Linked DNA regions of Mus musculus: all the other regions are linked to region 4. A link is a contact called in public HiChIP or PLAC-seq and promoter capture Hi-C data. All regions are on one chromosome and are shown on one strand. Each heading gives the region's core, a stretch centred on a gene start, on an enhancer-like site or on the middle of the called end of the contact. The rest is flanking DNA. Distances are from core to core; before and after follow the strand shown.

Region 1 (2,700 bases), core at 41-2,540, 1.0 Mb before region 4:
TTAACAGACAAGGAACCCAAGCCAGGTGAAATTAAGCAACCTAAGATCACACAGGAAATAAGCGGCAGCCCCAGGGTATTTGATGACATAGCCCAACTTCTTATTTTTCTTAATTAATTAACTTGTACTGGGGATTGAGCCAAGGGCCTTATGCATGTTGGTCATGTGCTCTGCCACCTCAGCAGCTGTCCGGTCTGAAAGCTCGGGCCCATGGTGGTTCCGTTCTGCTATTTCCATGGGGTCTTGATAATTACAGAAGCCAGTTTTATGCTTTCCCTGATTTGCAACTGAAGCTCAGAGAGGGGAGGTGAGTTTTACAAGGACACAGAGATAGGAGCTCAGACTTGAACCAGGTATCTCCAGGGTATTTTATTACCCAACTGGAATTTTGGGAGCAAATGCATAGTGGCTGGCCAGGCTTATTGTTCAGGTCCTCTGCATCACATGACCGCTCTTTGTTCTGACTTTAATGATGTCAGTGTGGTCCAGCATCTCCGGGCTGCCTTTTAAATCTCCCTCACTCCACTGTCAAAGCACCCAATCTTGCTGACTTTCCTCTTGCTCCTTCCTTCCCTCAAGGTCAAGTACAAATCTGACTTGAACCTGACTCGAGGTGTTGGCTGGACCCCTCCTGGCTCCTACAAAGTGGAAATGGCTCGACGGGCTGCAGAACTGGCCAACAGGAGGGGCCCGGGGATCCGGGGGGCTTCTGTGAGTAACAGGCCGCAAGCTGCACCCTGCCTTGCGAGACCACGGGAAATACAAACCCGTTGTTGCTTTTCAAAGTTTATTTTTGGCCAAAGGTCAGCTAGTTCTAAAGAAGCGTGAAAGGCAGCCGAACAAGGCGCCTAATTTCATGGGTCTGAGATGACCGGGCGGATGACACCTGGGTTAAACTTCCCGCGGGCTTCCTCTGAAGTCACAGCCATTAGTTCTGCAGAGGCAAACCTACCAGGGCGACATCAATCCCGGGCCAGGGCAGCCCAGGCTGTGCTGACTGCTTGCTCGTTACATTCGCGGAAAGGGTCAGGGACTTGCTGGCTCCAGCAGTCTGCATTTTGAACCCTACTTTGTTCAGGAGAGAGACAGCACATCTAAATGAGAAGCAGGTTTTGCTTCCTTCTCATCTCTGCCTTGAGGATCCTTTTTCTTGGACCGGGGTGGAAGAGAGGACAAAGGAGGGGTGGGGAGCTCGTTAGATGTTTGCCGGGCATCTTAGCACGGCTTGTGGGAGCAGCAACGGGGTTTCCTGTGAACTCAGTGGAGGTGGGGCGCTATGTGTGGCTTCCGCAGGTGGAGCCAGAGGCAGCAGCGGCGCTAGGAGATCATCAGAGCAGGGGGGTGAACCCGGATGCCTCGGAGATCCTGCATATCCACAAGAAGAAGACTCTGCTGATGTGAGCCTCCTTAAGAAGCCCCCTTGAGGGCTGCTTGCCAAAGGCATGCCTCTGTGGCTTTGGTCTGGATGAGCGAGTGTTTTAAAAAAAAAAAAAAACTGGCACACCCTCCCCGTGCCCACATCTGCCTTTATTAAAATAACAACTCTGAAAGCAAACAAAGAGCTTGTGGTTTTGGGGGCTTCTCTCTGATGGCTGCATGAGAATGGCTGGTTCTGTGGAGGACCCTGATGGTATGGACAAAAGATAAAGAGTCAAGGAAACATCTCCTGGTGCGGGGCAAGCAGGGATCTCAGATTCGCAGTCTCCATGGTGGAGAACGTCTCTGAATTCTGGTTATCTAGAAGGTACACTTGTCAGAACGGGGGCAAAGATAATGTATTTCTTGTTGGTTCCCAGAGAGAAAAGGCCTCATGAAATGATATAGTGCCAGTCTGGAAAGGCCCAGGCTGGGCAACAATGCCTCTGTCTAGAGCATGGACCCAGGACATCCCTGGCTACGCAGGAAGCCCCTCTTGTTTGGTGCTAAAGACGAGGGGCTTCAAGGCTCTGCAGACAGCACCTCAGAGGCCAGCCTCCCTGTGCATGGTGGTCTTTATCCAATTCAGGAACTTGGTGACTTGAGTGTAGACTCCTGGCTTCTTCCCACATTCCTGGCCCCAGCTTACAATCCCGTAGACGTAGTAAGTTCCATCCTTCTCACAGGTTAGAGGGCCCCCCGAGTCACCCTAAAGGGAGAGCAGAAGGGGTTCAGCCTTGTGAACTTGATTCAGACACGCCTACAAGGGGAGGGTGGAGCCAAGTCACCTGCTAGCTACCCTGGGCTTCTCGGAGGAACCAGTGCTCAAGCTTCCCATGATGCACAGCTCCAAAGGGAGAGAAGCTAATCCCAGCTCCAGTTCCTGAGTTTGGAAAAAGTTTGAAGCCCAGGACTGCAGCCGCAGTGCTGCGGGCAAGTAATGGTTCCTGACTCTCAATTCTAGAATTTTCCATTCCCAGGGTTCCTCAACTTCTTTTAGTAGCTGACCAAGGTGGGTGATGGCTTGTTTGGACGGGCCCAGATAAGGAGTACGGCAGAGACCCAGAGGTAGTCTATATCTTTAACCTACTGCCTGCTGAGCAGTGTGGCCTGAGGCCTTGCCTTTTCAGTGGAGTGCTGTGGAGAACCATAGAGGAACTGTGCTCCTGAGAAGGACTGTAGTGATTCTTTCTGAAGTGTGTAGGCCAGGGCAGAGAGATGGGCAGGAGGGAAGCAGAGAAGGAAACAACTTGCTTAGTCGCCGCAACTAATAGCTTTTGTCAC
Region 2 (2,700 bases), core at 121-2,620, 1.6 Mb after region 4:
AAGACATCTCCTCTGGGGATGTAGGATGGGAAAGTCAGAGGGAAGCCAGCCAGTAGACCCCCACTGGAGATGGCTGGCATACCAAAACAGAAATAGACTCTAGGGCTCCCCATAGACCATCCGACCTACAGAGGCTGGTACAGAACTTGGTGAGTACTTATGCAGTGGGCAGAGGTGGAAGGGAGGGAGGGGAAGGAATCCAAGGTGACACAGGGGTCTCTGGTTTCTGGTTGATAGTGGATGAGGAACAATGAGGGGTCCCAGGACCACAGCAAGTCCTCATGAACACATGTGCAAACTTTGGTGGCAGGAGACACAATAGAGAACCAACAGCAGACCTCAAGATTCCCGCTCATGAGCCGGAGACCTGCATTTCCTAACCATCTGTGCTGTCTCTGTGGGCAGCCTCTTCTCTCACCCCGTCTACAATGACAGATCTCGAACCCTATTATTACCTTGCTCCTGGGTGCTCTGTCCTAGAAAGAAGTAGTAGAGATCCCTGATGCAAACTGGCATCAAAGTTAAGAGCTGACGGAGGCAGAAGACGGCTGGAAATACAAAGCCAACTAGAGACGTGTTGGGAGATGCTGAGGGAAGCCCAGCCTAACAGAGAGGGGGCTGACCATCATCCTGAATGGACAGAGAGACCTAGAAAGCCAACACAGCCAACAAGAAAAGTCACCTGCAGACGTTAAGGTGATAAAGGAGCTGGATCTTTGGTGACAGTGACAGCAGCTACCCCAGAGAGAAGCAGCCAACAGTAGGAAGCTCTAATGGCGTTTCTTTCAAGCTGTATCTAACAGACTTCTGCGACCTTTCTCTGAGTCACGCGAGCTAACATGGCTGCCCATACACCTGCAGAGCTATTTACACGTTTTCACAAAAATGAAGGTGTCATCTTTATGGCCGCACTCCTGAGCAAGGTGACGAGGGAAGGTAAGGCAGGCCGAAGTCACCTGGCCTAGGAGAGTCTTCTCCAAACCTACTAACGACCGAGGAGGCTATAAACCAGCTCATCCCAGCCAGCCAGGCCTCAAGGTAGACAGAGGGGCAGGAACCAGGCTCAGTTCTCCAGTAAATCCACAACTCAGTTCTGCAGGAAGGCAGCTCCCCTCGCCAGGCTCTCACTAGCTCCCCCTTCAGCTGACTCTGGGCCAGGCTTCTCTTCCCAGGTTTCAGTTTACCTATGAGACCCTCAGACTAAGCCAGTGCTAACCCAGAGACCTAGTTGTACCCAGCCAAGGTTTGGGTAATAAGAAAATACCACACCCAAGAAAAAACAACAAAACAAAACTTCGTTTTCTCCCAACCACACAAGTCTTAAAACCACATCACACCCTAATCCTCCAAGGTCAACGTGACTCTACCTGAGTCATAGCCAAAGACACCACCAGCCACACACCCAAACAATAAACTTTTTACAACCAAAACAGACCTCTCAAGTGAGCCAAAACTAGACTTCCTTCCTTGGCCCTGGCCTTGCCTATGAACCAATGTCAGCTCAGCAGCTGTCCTGAAATGCCAAGCTATGTCAGTGTCCAAAGACATGGGAAGGAAAGACTACAGGTGAGGTTGGCTGTTCCCACCATGGAAGGAGACCCCGGCTGGCGGGTGTCTGGGTACAGTTTTCTATTTGTGGGACATGGCAGCTGTGGTGGCCATCCAAAGTTCAGGCCATGGTCTGAGATACTTGATCGCAGTGCGTGTTCACAGTCAGTCCTGGGGTGGGCCTATAAAAGCCTGGTTCCAGTCTAAGCGTGTAGTCGAACCCATTTAAACTTGTCCCTGTCTAGCTGACAAGTGGATGAGACTCAGACTATGGCAATTTATTTGGCTTTGATCATTACTCGGGGGTAACCCCAAATGTACTTTTCTAAGAGCTGACCTGGCTACACCTGGCTACTTCCCCAGCGGTGTACCCCAACTACTAGCTGCTTTATTTATCCATGTGTCCCTAGTCCATCTTCTCTCATGGTGGTTTCCTCCTCTCCTGTCTGTCTGTCTGTCTGTCTGTCTGTCTGTCTGTCTGTCTCTGTGTCTCTGTCTCTCTCTCCTTTTGCAACCCCCAACCAGGTAACTCCAAACCCATCTACCTCTAATCCCTTCAGTAATTGGCTCTAGCCACTTTTATTTAACCAATCGTTTTAAATTAAGGAACAAGGTTTGCAACAACAAAAGCTGATAACCGTGAGAATTCGCTTTTAGGCCTAGACCCTCACCTTCCTGTACAGATTTTAGCATTACAACGATAGTAACAGACCCAAGTCATTCAATGGGAGCCTGGGACAAGGCATTTAAACCTACCTTGATGATGGGGAACCTCTTTCCCACCACATCAGTCTTCAAGCTGAGTTCTATCTAGAAGGTTCTGGAAAACAGGTTCTTGGCTTTCAAAGTCTAAGCTTTTTCTCATCAGCCAATATGTCAGCACGTTTTATGTAATGTAAAAACCCCTAGGGGTCAACAATCCATAGCTCAACAAAAGAATCCTATTTTGGGAGACAGTCCTCAGCACATGTAAAGTACCCTAATGTAAGTACAGAATGTCTGTTTAATCATTGCTCAGTCCCATGTCTAGGACAGTGCCAAACATAGCTGAAACACAGTAGATACTGACACACAGTAGGTACTTAGCACACAGTGGGTGGTCAGTAAACGTCTGTGAAGTAAACAGCCTCATAGACTAGAGAGTATAAAATC
Region 3 (2,847 bases), core at 145-2,644, 1.2 Mb before region 4:
GTGTCACACGCCAGGACACATGCCAACACGGCAGGCTAAACAATGACACTCCCAACCAAAGAAGGTAAGGGAGCGTTTTGTTTAAACTGTACTACCGGGAGTATCGTTTCCCTATGTCCCAACAGTTCCCACTACTAGGATTCAAACCTGAGTACTAAGCTAAAATTGATTCCAGATTTTAAAGATCAATAGGTTCACCACTTTGAACGTGGAAACGCGGTTGGACTAGAAAACCATCAGATGCTATGCCTGTAGAATGTAGTCCAACTCTAGTGGTTATTAGACGGGCAGGTTTCCTAGCCTTCCCTGTGCCTCAGTTTCCTTAACTGTAAAACAAGACTAGTAAGAGGGTCTCGGTGGGTTGTACCAGGTAAGTAGGAGCTCTCAAGTGCTTCAAACCGTCTGTGGCACATTAAAAAGTGATCAATATACACCCATGGAGCCTTGAGGCTACTGACGTCAGGTCACGCAGGATTCCAGACAGAGATGCAAACACTGGTCCCCGCCCAGCAGAACCCCCTCCGTGTGTCGCTGCTCCCCTGGAGCACCTCGGGGGCTGTGGGAGGACCGCAGGGCACCGATCTGCTGGCGGGAGGGAGCCACCGAGGAAGGGGAGGACCCGGGAGCGGCCCCCACCCCGACGCCAGCCCCTCACCTTCCGGAAACTCGGGCACCGCTAGGTCCTGCTCCCAGCCGTCCACCTTCTGCAGATACTGGTAGACCAACTCATCCTTCTCTTGCTGGGTGACGGCGTCCAGCAGGGCGTACTCGAGCGAGGTCTGCGCGGGCAGCAGGCCCGAGAGGCTCGCGCCGCGCGCTCCGGGAGCCGCCATGTTGCGCGAGCTCCCGAGGGCTCCGGGGCCGAGGGCGCGGGTCGGACCAGCGTGCGCCGCCCTCTTGACTCAGAGCGGGGCCTGGCCAGCCCGGCCCTGCGCCACACACGCTTCCGCCTCCAATAAGCCTTCCTCCGGACGCCAAAGTCCAAAGGGCCGTGCTTCCCTGGCGCGTAATTAAACTCCAGAGTTGCCCACCCCGCCCCTTCCAGGTTCCGGGCCGCCGCGAAGCCTGGACGTTCAGAGCGCCAGATTCGACACGGGGAAGGCTGCTAGGGTCGCGCTCCAGAGGAGCTGGGAACCCATTGCCTTTGAAGCCCGGCAGGGAATTCCAAGACAAATAAAATTCAAATAACCATGTACACGTTTAAAAGAGCCGACTTAAGAAAAGCCTGCCCATTTGTGTGTCCCACTCTTAAACTGAGATCAGCCGATTCGGCACGGCAGTGACAGTGGGACAGCGTTCCCGCCAAGAAAGACTCGAAAGGTAAAGAAGGTAAAGCAACCCTCGGAGGAGACTCTTTTTTTTTTTTTTTTTTTTTTTTTTTTTTTTTTTAATGTAGGCAGTGAGGCCGGTGGTTTTGTGTTGACAACAACAAAAGTGTCCTGTGACTCTGGGTGTGCTGAAAGTGCGGGCGCGAATGGAATGTCCCGCGAGCTGGCGCAGAGAGGAGGCAGCTGCAGCGGGGTCCCCCTGCTGCCAGGCCAGGTGTGCCCACGAGGGACTACCGGGAGGAACGGGGCGAGCTGCACAAGGGCTCATTGGGATGTTGGCATTATTTAACCTGGGAATAATGTAGGGCTCCTTCATTGATCTTCCCCCCACCCCAGATCCAAAGGCAAAGAGCGGGAGCCTGTAGGAATTTTCTGGTACCTGACCTCTCTGGAGGTCTGCAGAAGTGGCTGATTGATTTCAGGGCAGACAGCCCCTATGGTGTGGAGTACAGTCTCACATGTTTGAACTTTGTTCACTGTGCAGGGTTTGATCCTAGGATGGAGGAAGAAATGGACTGACCCAGGAAGCTGAAACTGGTTGGACCCATGAGTCACGAATAAGGGCAGCTGTCGGTTGTAACCAACACCTCTTTGATTATGGTCTAGTCTATGGACTAGTCTCACACTAAGTAGACTAGGGACTGTGACTGGACTTGTAAATGGACACTTGTCCACATGAACGAGAGCCAGAATAGCTTTCTAACCATTATATGGAGACTGTTTTCAGTTAAAGTCATTGAGCCTGGTACTTACCGTCAGTGCTTGACATTCAAGACATTCTTGATTCTTATTTTTATAAATCAAGTTCTGAGAAGTTAAAAAAAAACCTGAATGAAATAGTGTCACAATGTAAAGAAAACCGTATAGATGTTACCCTGTAGTGAGTTCTCTTAATTTTATTATGGTATAAAATGGAACAGCAGGTGTTCACAGGTACTAAGTGGGTTGTGTGCCAATATCACCAAAGCTTTCAGTTCCAACCAAGTTAGTTGGCTTTTGGCTACTTTTTTTTTCCTATTAAAAACTTGTTACAAGAAATGGACTCTGAATTCACCAAAGACTGGTGCTGTACTCACAAAAATCATTTGGCCATGTTAGAAGACACGTTTTGGGAAGAAGAAATCTGGGAATATAAATCTAAAAGAAAGCCCAAACCCGTACATCCAAATAATTGTTCTGAAAATATTTCAGAATCTGTTGAAAAATCAACAGATGGAAAACACCAGTCAAAAGGAAATGAAAAAAGGACTTCAGAAAATCCAGGCAAGACGAAGGACCACAAAGTGTGCCTTGCAGAAACAGACAGTCAGATTTCTGCAGGTTCCAGTCAGAGTTCGAGCTGTAGAGATGAGAGTCAGCAGTCTCAAAACAAAGAGACAACACCGAAAAAGCAACATAGAACTCGCAGAGGGAAGCAAGTGACCCCGAAGGTGCGCCCTGTTTATGATGGATACTGCCCAAGCTGCCAGATGCCCTTCTCCTCATTGCTGGGTCAGACGCCCCAGTGGCATGTGTTTGA
Region 4 (2,849 bases), core at 341-2,840:
CATCTCTTCTACACAGTATGCTCCAGAGCTGGAGTAGAGGCAAGTTCAGCAGCCCAGTGATCATTCAATTTCCCTAACGAAACTGAGCCAATAAATAAATAAAACTCACAATTTGTCTGTTACTAACTACTCAAATTAAATCTGTACTTAAAGAAAAAATCCTAAAACACTATCTTATAAGTCACAAAGTATTATATAACAATCCCTTGCTTATTCACAAAAAAAAAAAAAAAAAATCTGAGCCCTTAGAAAAGAAATGTCAAGAAAATCAGACAAGGCTCCCACCTTCCCACTGTTGACAACCTAGCATGCAGGGTAATACCTGGAGGATGCTGAATTGTAAAAGTGAGCAAAGTTGTCCTGTACGAAGTTTCATATAAAACTGGGTTATAGATACCCAAGAAAGATGAGAATCACAGAATCAGGGCAGAGGTCTGAAAAATAGGAATCCTAACAAGAGCTAAGACACAGGGCTTCACAGCTGCGTATCAGTTAATCTTCACAACCGCCCTGAGAGAGGTACGAGTCTCTCGAACCAAGAAGGAAGTTTTGAAGGATAACGAAAACTTGCCTAGGAGACAACTTCTAAGTGGCAAGGGTTAGACTTGAATTCAGGCATCCTAGCTCGTCATTCTAGTGTGCCACGAATAAGGATAACAGAATTATTGACTAAAACGACAACGCTGCTGCTGCATTTACAGATCCACAATCTTGATACTTTCACACAGTTCCTTTGAATACTCATATTTTACAAAAGATAAAAAAAGATAGAAAAAAAAAAAGAAAAGGAAAAAAGAAGAAATCAAGATGCAGAGCAATGTTTCCAAGGCTATACAAGCTTTTAAAAAGCGGTGGGGTAGGAAACAGGCGCCACCCCCCCAAAATGGTTTCCACGCAGAAGGTGCTTTGCATTTGAAGCACATTTAATGCCAATCACAACCTACTACCCAGAACGCACCCCTCCCCGGGCCGCCAGCACCACCCACAGCAGCCTCGCGCCAGCGAGCCCCGCGTGCCCAGGCGGCGTTCCGCGGCCCCCGGCTCTCCAGGCCGCCCCCGCCCGGCCGGGCAGGGTACTCACCGGGAGGGAGCCGAGGGACCCTTGCAATCTTGCTGGTGATCTCAGCAGTGAGCACTGCGAAGTCCTGCTCGTACCCTTCGAAGTCGGAAGACATGGCAGCTCGGGCACGGCCGGCCGGAGCCGGGTTCTAGCGCTCAGAGCGGGACTCGCCAAGGGCGCCCGGCCTCGGCGCAGGGACCCTGTGAAGAAGTCTCCACAGCACAGCGGGAACCGGGAACAACTCCCAGCCCTGCCGCTTCCTGGTTGCTCTACGCAGTCCTTGTCCTCCGGAAACTGCGCTGCCTGCGCCTTTTCCTTTCCACCCAAATCTTCGAACGTAAAACTAAAGAAAAAGTTCACTTTCGGTGACCCCTAAAAAAAAAAAAAGACTACGAAAGCCCACATGCTCTCGGGTATCACAGAATACACGTCCCCCACACTGCAGCTCCAGAGAAACGGCTGGAGCGCCCCCAAACTCTAAGTTGCAGGCGCGGGCTTTCCGAGGGAAGATTGACGCCGCGCACCGACCGGAAGTGGCTGTGGCGGAGCTTGCGCCGAGGACCCGAGCGGGAGGCTCACGGCGGCCGCGTGAACCAGAGACGCGCGGGTCCGAGTTCCCCGCGCAGGTCTCGCCGTCAGGGTTCGCATTCGGCTTGCTCAGACTGAAGCGCTCATGACAGAGCTATAAGGAGGAGAAAATCTGTTCCGCTGAGCCCGGGCCGTCCCGGAAATGCGATGGCTGTGGAGCGGGCACCGGAGACCAGACTGAGGTGGGAGTCACCGCAGGGGGTGCAACCCGCTTACGAGGCGGTCTTCGCCTCGACCTAGTCGACCCAGCATCTCCAAAATATCGAGCCCAGACCTCGCTTAATAAGACGTTTGTCCTGTGAGTGAAGATCCCAGAGCATCCCGCACCACTACATGGGCGGGAAACTGAGGCAGGCACCGACCGGGCTGGCGCATCTGCTCCGTGGGAATCCGTTACGCATACGTCATACCCATGTGTCATAGGTCTTTTCCCGGCTCATTTCACTCCATTCAGAACTCAGGTCTACAACTATTCCCCGTGCGTGCCTTCTTCCCTTCTCCCTCGGCCCCGGAGGGAATTATCCCCCCCCCCCCGCCCGCTTAAATCCACTCTGTGCTCGTTCTCGTGCACTGCTTCAGTTGTGATTTTTCGCGCACACACATGCGGCCTTCTCGTTTTAATCTCACCCTTCTTCCTGTACCTTTAACCCCGATCGATTGCTAATGTTGGCGCTTGGGAGAACAAGTGCCCAGTTATTAATACACAAAGTATTATATGCGTAGAGCATGTCACAGTTAATTCACAACTCGTTGGGAGGCAGTTTAGAACGTCCTAAAAAAGAAGTTTGGTGCTTCTATTCTGGACTTAGCTGTTACTTGTGACCTTGGTCGGTCGATATAATCACAGTCTCTCTAAGCCAGTTTCTGTTCTAGGAAGAATTAGATACGTGATAATTAGATAAGACCCTGCTTCTCAGCTCCCTAAGTCTTTGTTCTCTCTAACGATCCACTAAGCTAGGAGTAGTCGATCCTTTCTGGCACTTTGAACAGAAGAGGAAAACTGTTTAATATGTCCGGTTTTCGTGCACTTCAAGCTCGGACTGTATTCTGGATAGGTCCAAAGTAATTATTTTTGTTCTCGATAAGAGGTGAACTCCACACTAGTGTGCTTTCGAGGTGCTGAGTCAAGTGCTCCTTGGAGTTAAATATTAAATAAATGGCATATGGACTTTCTAAACGGAGTTTTCCCATCTTGTTTTCT

Evidence for each region. Promoter capture Hi-C pulls out the DNA fragments that hold promoters and counts their contacts. HiChIP or PLAC-seq counts read pairs in DNA pulled down with a chosen protein or histone mark.
Region 1: a contact with region 4 is called in an H3K4me3 HiChIP or PLAC-seq map of embryonic forebrain, with 6 times the contacts expected there. The contact joins the enhancer-like site here to the promoter of Zdhhc6 in region 4. A contact is called at or near these places in 6 of 39 promoter capture datasets (the HPC-7 cell line, cranial neural crest, frontonasal cranial neural crest and 3 more), 1 of 15 datasets of contacts at CTCF or cohesin (the NIH/3T3 cell line), 6 of 115 datasets of contacts at active chromatin or transcription factors (differentiating embryonic stem cells, embryonic basal ganglia, embryonic forebrain and 2 more) and 1 of 9 other capture datasets (pancreatic islet).
Region 2: a promoter capture Hi-C map of the SN4741 cell line shows a contact between it and region 4, with 5 times the contacts expected there. The contact joins the enhancer-like site here to the promoter of Zdhhc6 in region 4. A contact is called at or near these places in 3 of 39 promoter capture datasets (the SN4741 cell line, embryonic stem cells and pre-B cells) and 2 of 115 datasets of contacts at active chromatin or transcription factors (acute myeloid leukemia and large pre-B cells).
Region 3: a contact with region 4 is called in an H3K27ac HiChIP or PLAC-seq map of bone marrow-derived dendritic cells, with 6 times the contacts expected there. The contact joins the promoter of Dclre1a here to the promoter of Zdhhc6 in region 4. A contact is called at or near these places in 3 of 39 promoter capture datasets (the C10 cell line, embryonic stem cells and hippocampal neurons), 1 of 115 datasets of contacts at active chromatin or transcription factors (bone marrow-derived dendritic cells) and 2 of 9 other capture datasets (adipose tissue and liver).

What each region holds. Positions count from the first base shown.
Region 1 is chr19:56,318,896-56,321,595 of GRCm38.p6, reverse strand. Habp2 (hyaluronic acid binding protein 2) reads right to left here. Exons shown (of 13, transcript NM_001329935.1): 13 at 776-2,125. The coding sequence ends at 1,961. Nrap (nebulin-related anchoring protein) reads left to right here. Exons shown (of 42, transcript NM_008733.4): 41 at 580-711; 42 at 1,294-1,555. The coding sequence ends at 1,401. Among named protein-coding and RNA genes, the nearest start is that of Gm32257, 32 kb to the right of the region's middle. Within about 2 kb of position 1,290, at least 44 of the 459 cell types and tissues checked have an H3K27ac peak or open chromatin away from gene starts, as enhancers often do. A contact at or near this core is called in the HPC-7 cell line, where this site is marked.
Region 2 is chr19:53,759,166-53,761,865 of GRCm38.p6, reverse strand. All of the region lies in intron 1 of Rbm20 (RNA binding motif protein 20), which reads right to left. Among named protein-coding and RNA genes, the nearest start is that of Gm30943, 6.3 kb to the right of the region's middle. Within about 2 kb of position 1,370, at least 15 of the 459 cell types and tissues checked have an H3K27ac peak or open chromatin away from gene starts, as enhancers often do. A contact at or near this core is called in the SN4741 cell line, where this site is marked.
Region 3 is chr19:56,546,669-56,549,515 of GRCm38.p6, reverse strand. It overlaps Dclre1a (DNA cross-link repair 1A), which reads left to right and starts at 1,394. Exons shown (of 10, transcript NM_001360437.1): 1 at 1,394-1,542; 2 at 1,813-2,847. The coding sequence starts at 2,366. Nhlrc2 (NHL repeat containing 2) reads right to left here and starts at 1,255. Exons shown (of 11, transcript NM_025811.3): 1 at 656-1,255. The coding sequence starts at 833.
Region 4 is chr19:55,314,777-55,317,625 of GRCm38.p6, reverse strand. It overlaps Zdhhc6 (zinc finger, DHHC domain containing 6), which reads left to right and starts at 1,590. Exons shown (of 11, transcript NM_025883.4): 1 at 1,590-1,830. Vti1a (vesicle transport through interaction with t-SNAREs 1A) reads right to left here and starts at 1,569. Exons shown (of 8, transcript NM_016862.4): 1 at 1,082-1,569. The coding sequence starts at 1,175.